Linked DNA regions of Mus musculus: region 2 is linked to region 1. A link is a contact called in public Hi-C data. All regions are on one chromosome and are shown on one strand. The core of a region is the stretch at or near the end of the contact, and the rest is flanking DNA. Distances in the headings are between cores, read along the strand shown.

Region 1 (7,922 bases), core at 3,495-5,994:
TTTAAAAAAAAGATGTATTTATTTTATGTATGTGAGTACACTGTAGCTGTATAGATGGTTGTGAGCCTTCATGTGGTTTTTGGGAATTGAATTTTAGGACCTCTGCTCACTCTGGTCAACCCTGCTCATTCCAGTTGGCCCTGCTTGCTCCAATCAACTCCACTGGCTCAGTCCCTGCTTGTTCTGGCCCAAAGATTTATTTATTATTGTACACACTATAGCTAGAAGAGGACATAAGATCTCATTATGGGTGGTTGTGAGCCACCATGTGGTTGCTGGGATTTGAACTCAGGACCTTTGGGAGAGCAGTCAGTGCTCTTACCCACTGAGCCATTTCGCCAGCCCTTAACTTTTTTTTTTTTTTAAAGTAGGCAACCTCACAGTCTCTGCTTTAGACCCAGCTGTTGCCCCGTGTGCTGACTGGGCCACCTCACTTGCTCCTCATTGCCTAACAGTGCAGCCTCACAGGGCACAGTAATCAGGCGCAGGTGTGCAGCCCAGTGTGATAGTCAACCTGCAGCAGAAGACACCAAATGCAAAGAGTCTATCCTGTGTGCACAGACACACAGCTTCTATCGAGAGGTCTTCCTGTTGTTTCCCTATGTAGCCCAGGTTGGCCTCAAGCTCTCTTTTGTCCTGCAGCAGTTTCTAAGTGCTGTGATCACAGGGGCACCCACACACCTGGGCTGAAGGTCTTCATCACCACGATGCTTCCGATCTTTCGTACTTTTTTCCAAATAAGCCAACTGATCGTCTTATGGAGGTTGTTAAAATCTGCCTTGTCTGTACAATGAAATAGTGCATGCTGGTGAAAAAGAGATAAGTATTGTTATGGAAGGAGCTTCAAGACCAATTAAGTGAAAAAAAATCAAAATATGGATCAATGTGTAACTATTCTTACTGCTTGAGAGAAGAAAGTGTCTTCTTCTTTGTATATATTTTCATAAATAAAAGCTACATGGAGGCTCAGACGCTGGTACAAATGGCGCCTTCGGGGTGAGAACCTGTGGGACAGGGAGAAGGTGGGTGTCTTAGGGTTTTACTGCTGTGAACAGACACCATGACCAAGGCAACTCTTATAAGAACAACATTTAATTGTGGCTGGCTTACAAGTTCAGAGATTCAGTCCATTACCATCAAGACAGGAGCACAGTAGCATCCAGGCAGGCTTGGTGCAGGAGGAGCTAGAGTTCTACATCTTCATCTGAAGGCTGCCAGCAGAATGCTGGCTTCCAGGCAACTAGGATGAAGAAGGTCTTAAAGCCCACACCCATAGTGACACACCCACTCCAACAAAGCCACACCTACTCCAACAAGGCCACACCTTCTAATAGTGCCACTCCTGGGCTGAACATATGCAAACCATCACAGTGGGAGAAAGAATCCTTAATGGCATCATGGACTACTTTAACTTTCAAAATATGCAGGTGCATAAAAGAATATAGCATTCTGGAAAAGGTTAAAAGATGTATAGAGGCTCACAGTTGCCAGGGACTCGGAGTGAGGAGGGGGGTTCAGGAGATGACACCCAGGGCACTGTTGGGACAGTGAGGCTGTTCTTTATGGTGATAGTGGATCATGACATTGAACGGTACTCAGAACCCACGAAGCATACCACACTGTGAGCCCTGACGTGAGCTATGGACTTAAGTTATTAATAATGTTTCGGTATGAGCTGGGGATGTGGCTCAGTTGGTGGAGTGCTGGCTTAGCATTTATGCAGCCTCCGGTTCGATCCCTGGCTCTGCAGAGCCTATCCTTTAAAAAAAAAAAGAACGGAAGAAGGCAGAAAGAGAGGAGTGTCAGTGTTTGTTCACCAACTGTAACAACATACCCGGCAGATGCAAAATAATGTAGGACAAATGGTGGGGTAGAGAAAGATAGATGGGAACTCGGCCTTCTCAGTCATTCTAAAAGTGAAATCTCAAAAAACAAACAACTTGGGAGCTAGAGAGATGGCTCAGCAGCTAAGAATGCTTGCTGCCCTTCCAGAGATCAGAGTTCAGTTTCCAGCACCGAAGTCAGGCAGTTCCCAACTGCCTGTCACTGCAGCTCCAGGAGATCCGGTCTCTGGGGGCACCTGCACGTGTGTGCACATATTTGCACACAAACGTATGATTAAAGATAATAAATCTTTAAAAAATAAACCTAAAGTTATAGAAGGAAAAAAAGAGGCTTTAAAGCCAGCCAATTGGGTCAGGAATGATGTCACGCACCTGTAGTCCCAATTACTTGGGAAGCCAAGGCCAGATGCTGTAGTTTGTGTCTGTGTAGGACACAGCTGTGGCCACTGTAAGAGCACAAGTGTTGATGGCTTGGCCCCAGCTGATGGCACTTGGGGATGGTTAGGAACCGTTAGTGGTGTGGTCTACGAGAACTTCCATCACTAGGTGCACACCCTTGGAAGATGTGAGGACCCCGGAACTCTTTCTCCCTCTCTCTGCTCCAGCTGTCTCCAGGTAAACAGCTGTCTCCCACACACCTTCTGAGTAACACTCTGCTCCACCACAGGCCTGAAGCAACTGGAGCTAGAGATCCGGACTGTATCTGTGAGTTGAAATCTTTTCTCCTGTTTTATGTGTCTTGTCACAGTGATAGTAAAGCTGACCAGTAGGACAGGAGTTCAAGTCCAACCTGGGAAACATAGTAAGACCCTGTCTGAGAAAAAACGAAACCAGACACAGTTCTTGGTTATGCACAGCTATGGTCCCGGCGACTCTGGAGGTTGGGCCAGAGGATCACTGACGCCTAGAGTCTCTGTGGTCAGTCTGAGCAAGAGAGAGACTTAGTTCATGTCAACCCACCAATTTTATTTGGGAAAGGGGTGTTTCATATTGCATGGGAGTGAGATGTTAGATCTGAATAACTTTTATTAATTTGTTAATTAAGACAGAGGTTCTTTAAGTCTGTATCTATCCTCTAATGGTTGGGAGCAAAGAATGATGGCTATCTTCTGTCTCAGGGAAGGTGGGATGTGGGTATCTCAGATACCCACAGAGAATTCGAGGTGGGAGTTGAGGAGATAGTTGCTGGGGAGGGGAGGGGCAGATGGAGTGCCTGAGGTCTGTGCAGGGCCATGGGGGGTGGGGAGGCAGGTTCCTCTGGGAATCCTGCACCTGGAACACAGGAGAGAAAAGGAAGTGGGGGAAAAGGAAGGAGAGGAAAGGAATGGGGGCTGCTGAGAGCATGCTGGGGGTCCCTTTCCTATCCCATAACTGAAAACTTGGCGGGGCACAGATGTGCTCGCCTACAATCCCAGCACTTGAGAGGCAGAGGAGGCTGGAGGATCTGGAGTTCCACATCAATTCAGAATACATAATAAGACCCTGACTCACAAAACCCCCAAGGGCTTAGGACAGAGCTCAGTGGTACCTTTGCCCATGGCACACGAGGCTATGGGCTCAATCTCTAATGCCACAGAATAAACTTAAATGTTGGTGCCTCACACAAACTAAATGGGATGGAGAATGGGAGCGTGAATGGGCCTGGCGCCTCACACGTGTTCTCTTCTGGAAGCACTTCTCAAGCTGAGCCAGCCCCGAGCCAGCCCCAGCCCTGAGCCAGCCCCAGGAATGGACTGCTGTTACTGAGCCTGCAGGATCTTGAGGGAAATTTCCTGTCCCTCATGGGAAACAAATGTTAATCTGCCTCAGATTGCAGGTTGCTAACTGTCCTTCCTTCCTTCCTTCCTAGCTTCCTTTTTCTTTCTTTCTTTCCTTCTTCCTTTCTTTATGTTGTTTTTCGTTTTGTTTTTAAAGACAGGGTTTCTCTGTGTAGCCCTGGCTGTCCTGGAACTCACTCTGTAGACAAGGCTTGCCTCTGCCTCCCAAGTGCTAGGATTAAAGGCATATGCCACCACCACCCTGTGGCTTTTCTTGTTTTATTTATTTATTTATTTATTTATTTATTTTTGGTTTTTTGAGGCAGGGTTTCTCTGTGTAGCCCTGGCTGTCCTGGAACTCACTCTGTAGACCAGGCTGGCCTCGAACTCAGAAATTCGCCTGCCTCTACCTCCCAAGTGCTGGGATTATAGGTGTGCGCTACAATGCCCGGCTTTTCTTTTTTTAAAACATATATTTAAATATTTTCCTGACTGGGTTTGTACCTCAGTGGTAAATTGTTTGCCTAGCATGTGCAAAGGCCCTGGGTTCTATCAGATCTGGAGGGGAAAAAATCTAATGTGTGTACATACAATGCATATACATAACACAAATACAATACAAAACATGCATATATTTTCAAAATATATGCAAGCACAAAATGTAATCTATCAAGTATATGCTATATATTTATATACTTACAGTTGGATGACTTTCTCCAGTGGTCTCAAGATAGATAATTTATGGAGGTTGGGAACAATCTTGGGGGTCACATCATATATCGAAGTGCATTCATATAACTCGTTAAATAGGTATAGCACTAGCTATGACTGAAGTTGCTTTTAAAAGTTTTGTCCTCTGCAATTTTTCAGAAAACAGTAAAAGCCGTACTTAAAATTGTAGTGTTTAACTTTTATTTTTTATTTTATGAGTATGGGTGTTTTGCCTGGATGTCTGTCTGTCTACCATTTGTGTGCAGTGCCCACAAAAGCTGCAAGAGGAGTTAAGGTTATACACTGTCCTTCGGGTGCTGGGAACTGAACCCTGGTCCTCTGGAAGAGCAGCCAGCTCTCTTAACAGCTGAGCCATCCGTCCAGTCCAAGAGCTCTATTTTAGAATTTCAGAAACTGGTTTTACTTCCGCATTATTTCACAATGTTCCAGTTGGTTTCTCCAGCAAGTGACAAGATCAGACTAGTGTGTTCATGGCACAGAGGCTAGCAGAGGGAGGAGGCTGGGAGAGCCAGTGAGGGGCCAGGAAGTATCAAGTCCTGGCCTGTGGCAGGAAGGGTTGCGCTCTGTAGGGTGGATGGCAGATCTGTTAGTCTGTGTTAGGTGTAGAAATGTGCTACATAGACAGCTCTTCTTCAAGAAAGGCCTTCAGCCTGGTGGTGGAGGGTGCAGTGGGCACAGCCAGCCTCCCATTGTCAGCCAATTCAGAGTCTGCCTCTACTACAGAGCACCCTGCATCAGAACCAGAGGAAGTCAGGTGACAGAAGACTCAGTTGTGTTAGTCCAGAGGCATCATTAGCCCCGCAGCTTCCTGTCTGGTGGGCAGGGCATGCTTCAGAGTCCAGCATCTCACCCCATCTTGTGCACCAAGTTTTAACTTGGCATTGGCTTCTCTCTGAGCCTTGCAGGCCTAGGTGTGGGTGGCCAGGGTGGAAGTTTCAGAGGCTCCAAGATGCCTGGGAGAAGACGCAGGGCAGGTTTGACAGACTGGCTGAGGAGTGGTTGTAGTTTAGCCTGGAGGAGTCTGAGGCTCCAGTAGAAGGCCAGTCTCAAAGGCATGTCTGAAAAAGTATTGTTAGGCTTGCAACCAAATTAGTCTGTACTGGCTGGTTTTGTGTGTCAACTTGACACAGGCTGGAGTTATCACAGAGAAAGGAGCTTCAGTTGGGGGAACTGCCTCCATGAGATCCAGCTGTGGGGCATTTTCTCAATTAGTGATGGGGGGCCTTGTGGGTGGTGCCATCCCTGGGTTCTATAAGAAAGCATACTGGGGGCTGGAGAGATGGCTCAGCGGTTATGAGCATTGTCTGCTCTTCCGAAGGTCCTGAGTTCAAATCCCAGCAACCACATGGTGGCTCACAACCATCTGTAATGAGATCAGATGCCCTCTTCTGGTGTGTCTGAAGACAGCTATAGTGTACTTACAAATAATAAATAAATAAATCTTAAAAAAAAAAAGCAGACTGAGCAAGCCAGGGGAAGCAAGCCAGTAAGTAACATCCCTCCATGGCCTCTGCATCAGCTCCTGCTTCCTGACCTGCTTGAGTTCCAGTCCTGAATTGCTTTGGTATTGAACAGCAGTGTGGAAGTGTAAGCCGAATAAACCCTTTCCTCCCCAACTTGCTTCTTGGTCATGATGTTTGTGTAGGAATAGAAACCCTGACTAAGACACAGTCAGGACTGGAAATGGCAGCTTACAGTCAGTCACCCAGTGTTGGAGCAGGTAGGAAAGGTTTTAGAGAGAGTGAACTCACTCAGGGAGGATTTGGAAAGAAAGCACAGGACAGCCCTGCAGTCACTGTATCTTCTGGCACTGGGATGGGTGTGCACAGCAGCTGTGTGGTTTGGAAACTGTAAGGCCTGCCTGGAGCCTTAGGTGCACCCAGTTAAAATGCCAAGCCCCAGCTTTACCGCTTACAAGAGGTGTCAAACCACTAAACAGAGGAAGCCTGGTGGCGTCTGGCTTGTCAGGTGCCACATTGGCTTACTGGCCGCACTGGTCCTGTAGGAGCCTGAGCAAAGTACTTGGAACTCTCCTGTAAGACCAGTGTGACCAGAGCTATGGTAGGGACAAAAGTCTGAGACATAGAGATATTTGGTATTCTTTAAGACATATTTCATTTTTATGTACTGTGTGTCTGTCTCTAACCATATATCATGTGCTCTAACCATGGTCTGTGTGTGTGAACTCAGAGGACAAGATTTGGCTCCCTCTCCTCACTGTGTGGGTTCTGGGAATTGAACTCTTTACTTGCTGAGCCATCTCGTTGGGTTTAAGTGTGGGTATGCAAGCGTGGGTATGCAAGCGTGGGCTATGACGCATGCGTAGAGGTCTGAGGGCAGCCTACTGCAGTTGGCGCTCTGCTTCCAGGAATTGAACTCAGGTTTTCAGGCCTGGCTGCAAGCACCTTAACCCAATGAGTCATCTCATTGCCCCTGGATGGCCCTCTTAGTAAGTGGCTTTCTCATAAGGGTGTGTTAGGGGTTTATTGGTCTGCTACAATGTTTATTTCCAGCTGGATAGTGTAATGTCATCTCTCCGAAGCATGGACAGAGTGACTACTGTATGCGGTTGAATCGGGACACTACCGTCCAATGAAGGGCTTCACAGGAGCAGCTTAGCAGGTGTGATATAGGTAGGGTGTCTGTGGCACACTCTGTTATTCCAGCAGCGTGAGTGGTGGGTTCTAGTGAGCAGTGGGGATCTGCTGTTGTTTCAGCATTTCCAGAGTGACTGCTCCAACTGTGGCCAGGAGGCCCTTTCCCATTGAATTAGATACTAGTGTGGGGCCAGAATCTTCACAAGGAGAGGCAGGGACAAGGACCAACTCCAACTCTGGCATTTCTTGTTAGTGGTAATCAAAGGGTGAACCCCCAGCTCCTGTGGCGATGCATGCTTATTGGAGCTTTTCTCCTTGTAATCGGAACTTTTATCCGCCTATCGTCTCGGAGGCTAGTTAGTCCTGGAAACTTCTAGCTTTTGTAAAATCTAATCTAGGCCTAAAATGTTTTCAGCCTCTGAGACTTACTGCTGAATATGCTCACACTTTCTAGTTCTTTCTGATCTCTGGCTGGCAGGTTCAACTGAGCTGCTCTGGCTGAAACTCCTCTCCAAGCCGAATGATTCAATCTGGCTGTTCTTGGCTTCTTCTGAATTGCTTTGCTTGGCCTCATACTAACTTCGACAATATGCTGTAATTTTCTAGCTCCTTCTCTGTCTCTGGCTTGTTCTGTCTTCAACTGTGTCTAGCTTGTTCTGTCTGTATAACCTGTCTCTGTACAACTGTCCTGGAAAACTGCCTCCTTCCTTTCTTTTCTCCTTTTCTCTCTGCACTGCTTTCTTGTAAGTAGTGTCCCTTTCCCCTCTCTCCTCATGAGAGTTGGGCAGATCCTGTTCTGTCAAATCTTTCTCTGATTCATCACTTTGGCTACCACTCAATTAGCTAGCACTTTCAAACATGGGTGATTCCTTCAAACACTACTTTACTATTTGGATTAAAAGTGTGTACTAAAGGTGTAACTGTATTCCAGGGGGATTAAAGGTATGTTCTAAGGGCCAAGCCACACCACAACTAGAAACTAGTCTTGAGGT
Region 2 (7,922 bases), core at 2,118-4,617, 94 kb before region 1:
ATGGTATAAGGAGTGGGTTTGCTGTTGTTTTTTTGTTTGTTTTGTTTTGAGAGAGAGTCTTTCTAAATAGCCTAGGGTGGCTTCAAACTCACTCTTCTACACCTCAGCCTCGAGTCCTGTGGTTGCAATTGTAAGCCACAATGCCCAATGCCATAGCATTTATTGGTTGAGTGATGGATGGATTGATTGATTGATTGATGTTATATCATTTTTGACTATATTCTATGCTAAGTTGTCCCAGACCTTGTTTTCCTGTACAGACTGTTCAATCCTGAGGACAAGCATCGCTCCCTCTTCCCTGGACTACGTGTGGTTACCTAAAGCCTGTAAGTCCTAGGACTGAGGAGGTAGGGGTAAGAGGATCAGGGGTTCAAGGACATCCAAATTCTCTACCAGCTTTGGCTACATGGGACCTGCCACCCCCAAACATAATAACATAAACCCATTCATGCATTCTCATCTCATGGCCGCTTTTCCGGGACCTACCTGCCTAACCTCACAGCCTGCAGTAGAGAGATGAAGGTCTGGTCTGCTTGCCTCCACACCTCAGTCAGCTCCAGAATCACAGGCACACACCTCCTCCAGCTCTTGGCCTGGTGGGGAAAGGACAGGGGTGAGTCAGGGATCAGAGGAGACTCCCCCACAAGCATAGGATCAGAATCGGGATGTAAGTCCCCCACAAGCAGAGGTCAGGGTTAGGGTGTGACCAGTACCTGAAAGCAGAACTGAGGCTGCTGGGAGCCTTTGGTCACTGGTGGCAACTGTAGGAAGTCCCCACAGATGATGAGCTGGATCCCTCCAAATGGCTTCTTCTGTTGCCGGACAGCTCTGGATGGGAGCAGGGAGTGCTTTAGAGACGGATGCTCGGTGGGCAAACCCCTTGGAGGAAATAACCAGACTCAGGTCTCAGTGACTGCCCTTGCCGTCCGTACTGACCTGGCCACAGCTTCCAACTTGTCAAAGAAGTCTGCCTCCACCATGGAGATCTCGTCAATGACCAAACGTTGGCAGTTCAGCCAGCCCTGCCGCACACCTGGCCGATTGGCCAGGGCCATGCACTGGGCCAGGGGAGCCTGGCCTGAGCCGATGCCTATGAGTGACGCAATTCAGTCTGGGCTGAAATCCCAGCCCCCCTCATCTCTCCCTCCTTTGCCACAGGTCTGGCTTGCTCTTACCCCAAGCCCAAGGGCTCACACTTACCTGCAAAGGCATGAAGGGTGGTGCCCCCAATGTGGCAGGCTGCCACCCCAGTGCTGGCAGTGGCCACAGTACCAGTAGGGGGCAGGGAACCCAGGATATGTTTCAGCAGGTAGGACTTTCCTGTCCCTGGGTAGTAGGCAAAGTCAGAGTTGCCTGCCTGCTCCCCCCTAGGGCTGCCCACCACCTTATTCCTGCTCTATTACCTGCGCTCCCAGTGAAGAAAATGCTCTGGCCTTTCAGAACCATCCTCAGCACAGCGGCCTGCTCTTCAGAAAGCTTCGGTTTGGTGGAGGGCATGCGCAGCTTCTTCACAGGCAGGGGCCACCTTGGAGCTTCCTGGGAGGAACAGGGCTGTGTCAGAACCTCCTGCCATGCTGCTTGGTCTGTATGCACTGCAAAACAGCCCTTTGCTGTGCTCTTGACGTCACTTGGAACTTTGAGCAGGCTTGGGTCATCCGAACTTAGTCCCGACAGATACCAGACTTCATTTCTGGCTTTTCATCAGTTCAGTGTCAGGCATCTTAGATTGGTGACCACACCCGATCGAATCTAAAAGCTCCGTCAGATCCACCTGATGGTTTTCTCCTCAGGTGATTGGACGATTGCCTGCCCCTGATCCCTTTCTATTATTTCCCAAAGTTCCTCTCTTCTGGGACTTAATACCCGTTCTTTCCTCTAAGTTTTTGTCTTGTCTCCTCCGCCGCTATTTCTTTGGATGTGGCCAGGATCCTAGTTTCCTGTTCTCAGCTTATCTAATCTTGGGACTTACTGGTGGGTAAGCATGGATGATTTACACCTCACCATCATATTCAAATAAGGTACGATGGGCATTTCAAATCACCAGCTGTCTCCTTAATACTCCTGACTATCTTCCCCCAACCTTGGGCCTCCAGGGTTTCTTCGATCCTCAATAATAGCTCGCCCACACTCCCTTTTTGGTTCTCACCGTACTAGTCTGGGATTCCATTGGCCGCTTTTCCAGCGCAGAATCTGGAGCCTTGGTGGCTGCAGCACGCTGCAGTTCCTCTGGCTGCACTGGACTGATGGTGACAAAGTCTCGGGGCCGCGGGCCGAGCAACTGTGCGCGGGCAGAGGCGGGTCCCGGCCCAGGGGCAACCGCCAGCTTCAGGCGCAGCGTGCGCAGGAAGCGGCGCAAGCGCTCCGGGGGACAGTCGGAGAGGAGCAGTTGCACTGAGCCAGCTCCAGGGACTCCATCGGTGGGGAGCCGCAACGTGCTGCGCCCAGTCGCAGCGAAGCGGGTGAAGAGGCGCACGGCGCGTAGCGGGAAACAGCGTGGCCGCCCCGTGGGTCCCGGTGCCTGCAGTCGCAGCATTAACTCACGTCGTTCGTTTCGACCTAGGCTCAGCTCTGCGGCGCGCAGGGCCTGGCGCTTGCGAGGTTGCCCTCCAGGACTCAGCTCCTCCACGGCTACCCGGCACCGGAGCTCCGCATCGTCACATTCATCGGTCGCCGCCTCTGTGCTAGAAGGCATCTCCAATGCCTCTGCAGGCGTGCAGAGACCGGAGCGCATAAGTCACAGAAAATCGAGATGTAATAGGTGGTATGGCTGCGGTGACGGGAAATCCTGTCCAGACCTCTTAGTGTCAACAGGTTGTCACTGGTAACAGAAGGTGCCACCAAGATATTCCAAGCACTCTGGAGCGAGGAGAAACGTCCTCTGCTGCTGGAAGGTGGGGTCACATGCACTTAGGATTCGCGAGCGATTGTCCTGCAATGTCCACATTAGAAAGGTGTTCCTGCTCAGAAAAGAAGCTTGTTGAGGAGACTCACCCAGGCCAACAGGGGACTCGTTAGGGACTTCTACCCAGGAAGCAGAACAATAATCACACGTTGGGCGATGGGAAAGAGACTGGCTGGAAGTGAAAACAGGCTGAGACTTGCACACCCCCTTCAATAACCAATTAGTAGGTATCAGGGTCAGTGTGGTTCCAGTGCTTTGGAAAGGGTAAATGATTAGGGAATGTCTGGAACCTCCAGGCCCAGGAATCCATTGTCCCTCCGTCTGACCCACGAATCTGTACCTCTCCCAGCGAGGATCACTAAAATAATCGCGTTCTTTGCCTCCCACCTCAAGGATCCGATAGACTCGTTGCTTTCAGATGAAAAAGCTGATCTGAACCGGCCGGCAGAAAGCTTCAGCAGGAAGAACATTCAAATACTAGGAATAGAAAAACCACCCTATCACCGGCCTGGTCTTTAAATTCTCTAGCCAATCAGGGACAGGGGCGGGGGCGTGTCTACGGGCCGGCGTTTCTTCGTCTTTCCAACTCTCTGAGGACAGTTAACCAGAAGCAGGCTTTTTGTGTTTGGTCTTGGGTGCGTTTTAGAGTTCCACGAGTGGGCGTGGTGGGGTAGGGATGGGGCTGCGGCTCCGTGGCGCGTGGCGTATTGTTACCCAAGGCGGCTCTAAAGATTTGAGAACCCTTCAATTTACGCTGTCTGCTTTTCTCATTCTACCACCACCACATGACTGTGCTTGGCTTTGGGGAGACCCTGTTCCCACCCACAGAACGAACCACTGGCTCCTGTTCAGGTCATTCCCTGGGCCAGCCAAGTCCGCTTCCCTGTTCCCTAATTCTTTGCCCTTCTCTGCCCCCTTGTCTTTTACCCTGCTGAGACTACAGATGTCCAGTGGTTATAAAGGAAGCCAGTTAGTCCTTGTTCTCAGGGAATTCTTACTCCTCTGGTTGCTTTGACCACTCCGAGAATTTATCTTTTTCAGTTGGGGCCTTGTTACATTTTATAGGCTTTTTTTTTTTTTTTTTTTTTTTTTTTTGGTTTTTCGAGACAGGGTTTCTCTGTGTAGCCTTGGCTGTCCTGGAACTCACTTTGTAGACCAGGCTGGCCTCGAACTCAGAAATCCGTGTAGGCTGGTTTTAAAAATTCCTGGCCTTAAGGGATCCTCCTTCAGCTCCCTAAATAGCTGTGACTATAAGCACTTGACAAGATCCAGCTTTGAAAACTTACTTTTAATTATTATTTTTCCTTCACTGAAGTTTGAAATTACATAGCTGGAAGGGATCTTCTGGGTGGGTCCAGTCACCTCATTTTACAGATAATAATAGCCACTACAAACTAAATTCATTCATTCTTTCTTTCTTTCTTCTTTCTTTCCCCTCCCCCTCTTCCCTCCAAGATATCATATATCCAAGGCTAGCCTCAAATATCTCTAAGTTGCTACTCTCAGGGACATAACATTGAGTTTCTGATCTTTCTGCCTCCACCTAAATGTTACAATTCCATGCATCTACCACTGTGGCCAGTCAGCGCTGAGGATCAGAGTGTACAGCCCTCAAATTTGATATTCAAAATAAGAATTATAAGAATTGTTAAGAATTATTTTACTTTATGTGTATGAATGTTTTGCCTGCATGTGCTCCACTTGTGTGCCTGTTGAACCTCCTGAAACTGATGCTTGTGAACCACCACGTGGGGTCTGGGACTTGGAGATCTCTGCAAGACCCATGTGTGCTCTTTACTGCTGAGCCATCTCTCTAATCCTGAAAATGTTTTCGTTGGAACTGGAGGAATGGCTCACAGGTTAAGACCATTTGTTTTCAGCTAGTACAGTGACTCACAACCTTGTGTTCCAGGAGATCTAACACCTTCTGGTACACACATTCAAACATGTAGGAAAAACTCTATGAACATATAGATGTGTGTGCATATGCATATATGTTTAAATAAATATTAAAAATTTAAAAGCTATTCACAACATCACATAAAAACTCTGTATTTACTGAGATAAAAATTTATAATTCTTTCTTTTTTTCTTTCCTTCTTTTTTGGCTTTTTCGAGACAGGGTTTCTCTGTGTAGCCCTGGCTGTCCTGGAACTCACTCTGTAGAACAGGCTGGTCTTGAACTCAGAAATCTGCCTGCCTCTGCCTCCAAAAATTTATAATTCTTTTTTTAAATATAAAGATTTAAATATTATTATATGTAAGTACACTGTGGCTGTCCTCAGATGCACCAGAAGAGGGCATCAGATCTCATTACGGGTGGTTGTAAGCCACCATGTGGTTGCTGGGAATTGAACTCAGGACCTTTGGAAGAGCAGTCAGTGATCTTAACCACTGAGCCATCTCTCCAGCCCAAATTTATAATTCTTATTCTCAGACCCTTGTGCCCTAACATTTTATTATGAAAATATTCAAGAAAATATAATGCAGAAAGGTTAAAAGAACTTTACCGTAGAGCCCAAGTGATCGTTCAGCAGTTAAAGGCACCTGCCACCAAGCCTGACAACCTAAATTTGATCCTACAGACCCATTTGGTGGATGGATGGATAGAACCTACTCTTCTAAGTTGTCCTCTGACCTCCACATTTGTACCTTGTCTCTGTCTGTCTCTTTCTCTAACACACACACACACACACACACACACACACACACACACACACACTCACGTTTTGTTTTTTCAAGACAGGATTTCTCTGTGTAGCCCTGGCTGTCCTGAAACTCACTCTGTAGGCTAACTTTACCTGGAACTCAGAGAGTTGCCTGCCTCTGCCTGTAGCTTCTTTTGGGTTTTGAGACAGGGTCTTGCTAGAGAGTTCAGGCTGGCCTAGGACATGCTATGATACAGCCCTGGGTAGTCTTATACGAGCAATTCTCCTGCCTATGCCTCTTAAGAGCTAGGAATACATGATGCCAACATCCCTGGTTGTGGTGTGTGTGTGTGTGAAATTTGGGAATTGTTTTGTTGTAATGATTAGATTGATTCATTTTATTTTGTGTGCCAGTGATTTGTCTGCATGTATGAATGTGTGCCATGCGTTTGTCAAGGCCAGAAGAAGGCACTGGATCACCTGGAACTAGTTACAGATGGTTGTGAACCACCTTGTGAGTGCTTAGACTGGAATCCAGGTCCTCTGTAAGAGTCATCTCTCGGTGAGGTGGCTCAGTGGGTAAGAGCACCCGACTGCTCTTCCGAAGGTCTGAAGTTCAAATCCCAGCAACCACATGGTGGCTCACAACCATCTGTAACAAGATCTGACGCTCTCTTCTGGAGTGTGTGAAGACAGCTACAGTGTACTTACATATAATAAATAAATCTTAAAAAAAAAAAAAGTCATCTCTCAGCCAGGCAGTGATGGAACACACCTTTAATCCCAGCACTCTGGAAGGCAGAGGCAGGTGGATCTTAGAGGTGAGCTGGTCTCCTTCCAGGTAGCCAGGGCTACACAGAGAAACTGTCCTAAAAAACAAACAAACAAACACAAGCCATCTCTCTAGTTGTTTGTTTTTTGCTTGTTTGTTTTAATTTTGTTTGTTTGTTTTTTTTGTTTTTTTGGTTTTTCAAGACAGGGTTTCTCTGTGTAGCTCTGGCTGTTCTGGAACTCACCCTGTAGACCAGGCTGGCCTCGAACTCAGAAATCCACCTGCCTCTGCCTCCCGAGTTGTGGGATTAAAGGCGTGCTTGTTTTTGTTTCTTTTTTTTTTTTTTTAAAGATTTATTTATTTATTATATGTAAGTGCACTGTAGCTGTCTTCAGACACACCAGAAGAGGGAGTCAGATCTCGTTACGGATGGTTGTGAGCCACCATGTGGTTGCTGGGATTTGAACTACAGACCTTCGGAAAAGCAGTCGGGTGCTCTTACCCACTAAGCCATCTCACCAGCCCTTGTTTTTGTTTCTTGAGACAGGGTTTCTCTATGTAGCCCTGGCTGTCCTGGAACTCACTCTGTAGATCAGGATGGCCTCAAACTCAGAAACTGCCTGCCTCTGCCTCCCAAGTGCTGAGATTAAAGGCATGTGTCACCACTACCCGCTCTCCAGTTTAAGCATCTAAGTTTTCTGACTTATATTTTAATTTATTTTAAATAAGCACGTGGGCAAGGAATTCTAAAATACAGATTAGGTACTATTTTATTGTATTGGAATGTGTTAGACATTTTTCCCACCTAAGCTTTTGTAAGAGTAACAACAGTGAGTCCTTGTAGGAAAAGAAACCTAGAGCTCAACTTGACTACTCTGGTGTTTCTTGGACTCTGTCCTCCTGCCCACTCTACCTCTGCTGTTCTGTCATTTGGGCCTTGATTGGCGGATGCAGAGGGGCGGAGCCAGAGTGAGTCCTCACGTCTGCTGTCCAACTTCCTTCTTTGCTGCTCTGGGTTGGGTGCACGTGTGATTCTCTGCTTGCTGCCGCCGCTGTGAGGCCGAATTCGAGGGAGACATAAAGCTACTTATGGATTTCTTTCTAAACCCAAATCCAGATTGGAGGCAGACATTTAGAGGGAAGGGGTTCTTATAAGATTTTCTTCTGTAGAACTCTTCCCGGGTCTTACCCATTCTCTCACTGAAAGGCCCCAGTGCAGGCTAAAGAAATAACTGTAACTTTATAGCAAAGGGCAGTATCATGTGATACTAAAAAGATCCCTGCCTCCCTCTCTGTCCCCCACACTTAGGATCCTTTCTCTCCAAGCTTTTGCCTTCCTTCTTCTGTAGTTGAATCTTGTGAAGAAAGTGTGGTTAGAAGAGACGAATGAGGAAAGATTTTATGATTTTGTAGCTTCCAGAGCACAAATCAGGCACTGCAGCTCTGGTCTCTCTTCTCCAAACTTCCTGATGCTGAGGTAGAAGCCAGCCAAGCCACACTGTGACAGCCCCAAACAGTAGGACCTCACCTTGAACTGCTTCCTTACCTTGCTTGGTGCTCTCCCTTCTCCTCTCTGCTGCCCCCACGATTTGGGGGTCCA

The links. Hi-C and Micro-C count contacts between places; a contact is called where the count stands out from the background.
Region 2: a contact with region 1 is called in a Hi-C map of bone marrow-derived macrophages, with 45 read pairs. The contact joins the promoter of Pif1 here to the enhancer-like site in region 1. A contact is called at or near these places in 6 of 39 promoter capture datasets (the C10 cell line, cranial neural crest, embryonic stem cells and 2 more), 2 of 15 datasets of contacts at CTCF or cohesin (CD8 T cells and large pre-B cells), 4 of 484 Hi-C or Micro-C datasets (the HPC-7 cell line, bone marrow-derived macrophages and liver), 12 of 115 datasets of contacts at active chromatin or transcription factors (the 230-238 cell line, the HPC-7 cell line, the NIH/3T3 cell line and 7 more) and 4 of 9 other capture datasets (adipose tissue, liver, macrophages and 1 more).

What each region holds. Positions count from the first base shown.
Region 1 is chr9:65,489,928-65,497,849 of GRCm38.p6, reverse strand. All of the region lies in intron 14 of Ankdd1a (ankyrin repeat and death domain containing 1A), which reads left to right. Among named protein-coding and RNA genes, the nearest start is that of Ankdd1a, 26 kb to the left of the region's middle. Within about 2 kb of position 4,744, at least 24 of the 459 cell types and tissues checked have an H3K27ac peak or open chromatin away from gene starts, as enhancers often do. A contact at or near this core is called in the HPC-7 cell line, the SCID.adh cell line and bone marrow-derived macrophages, where this site is marked.
Region 2 is chr9:65,582,619-65,590,540 of GRCm38.p6, reverse strand. It overlaps Pif1 (PIF1 5'-to-3' DNA helicase), which reads right to left and starts at 3,367. Exons shown (of 12, transcript NM_172453.5): 1 at 2,147-3,367; 2 at 1,404-1,536; 3 at 1,201-1,326; 4 at 937-1,090; 5 at 714-828; 6 at 487-593. The coding sequence starts at 2,692.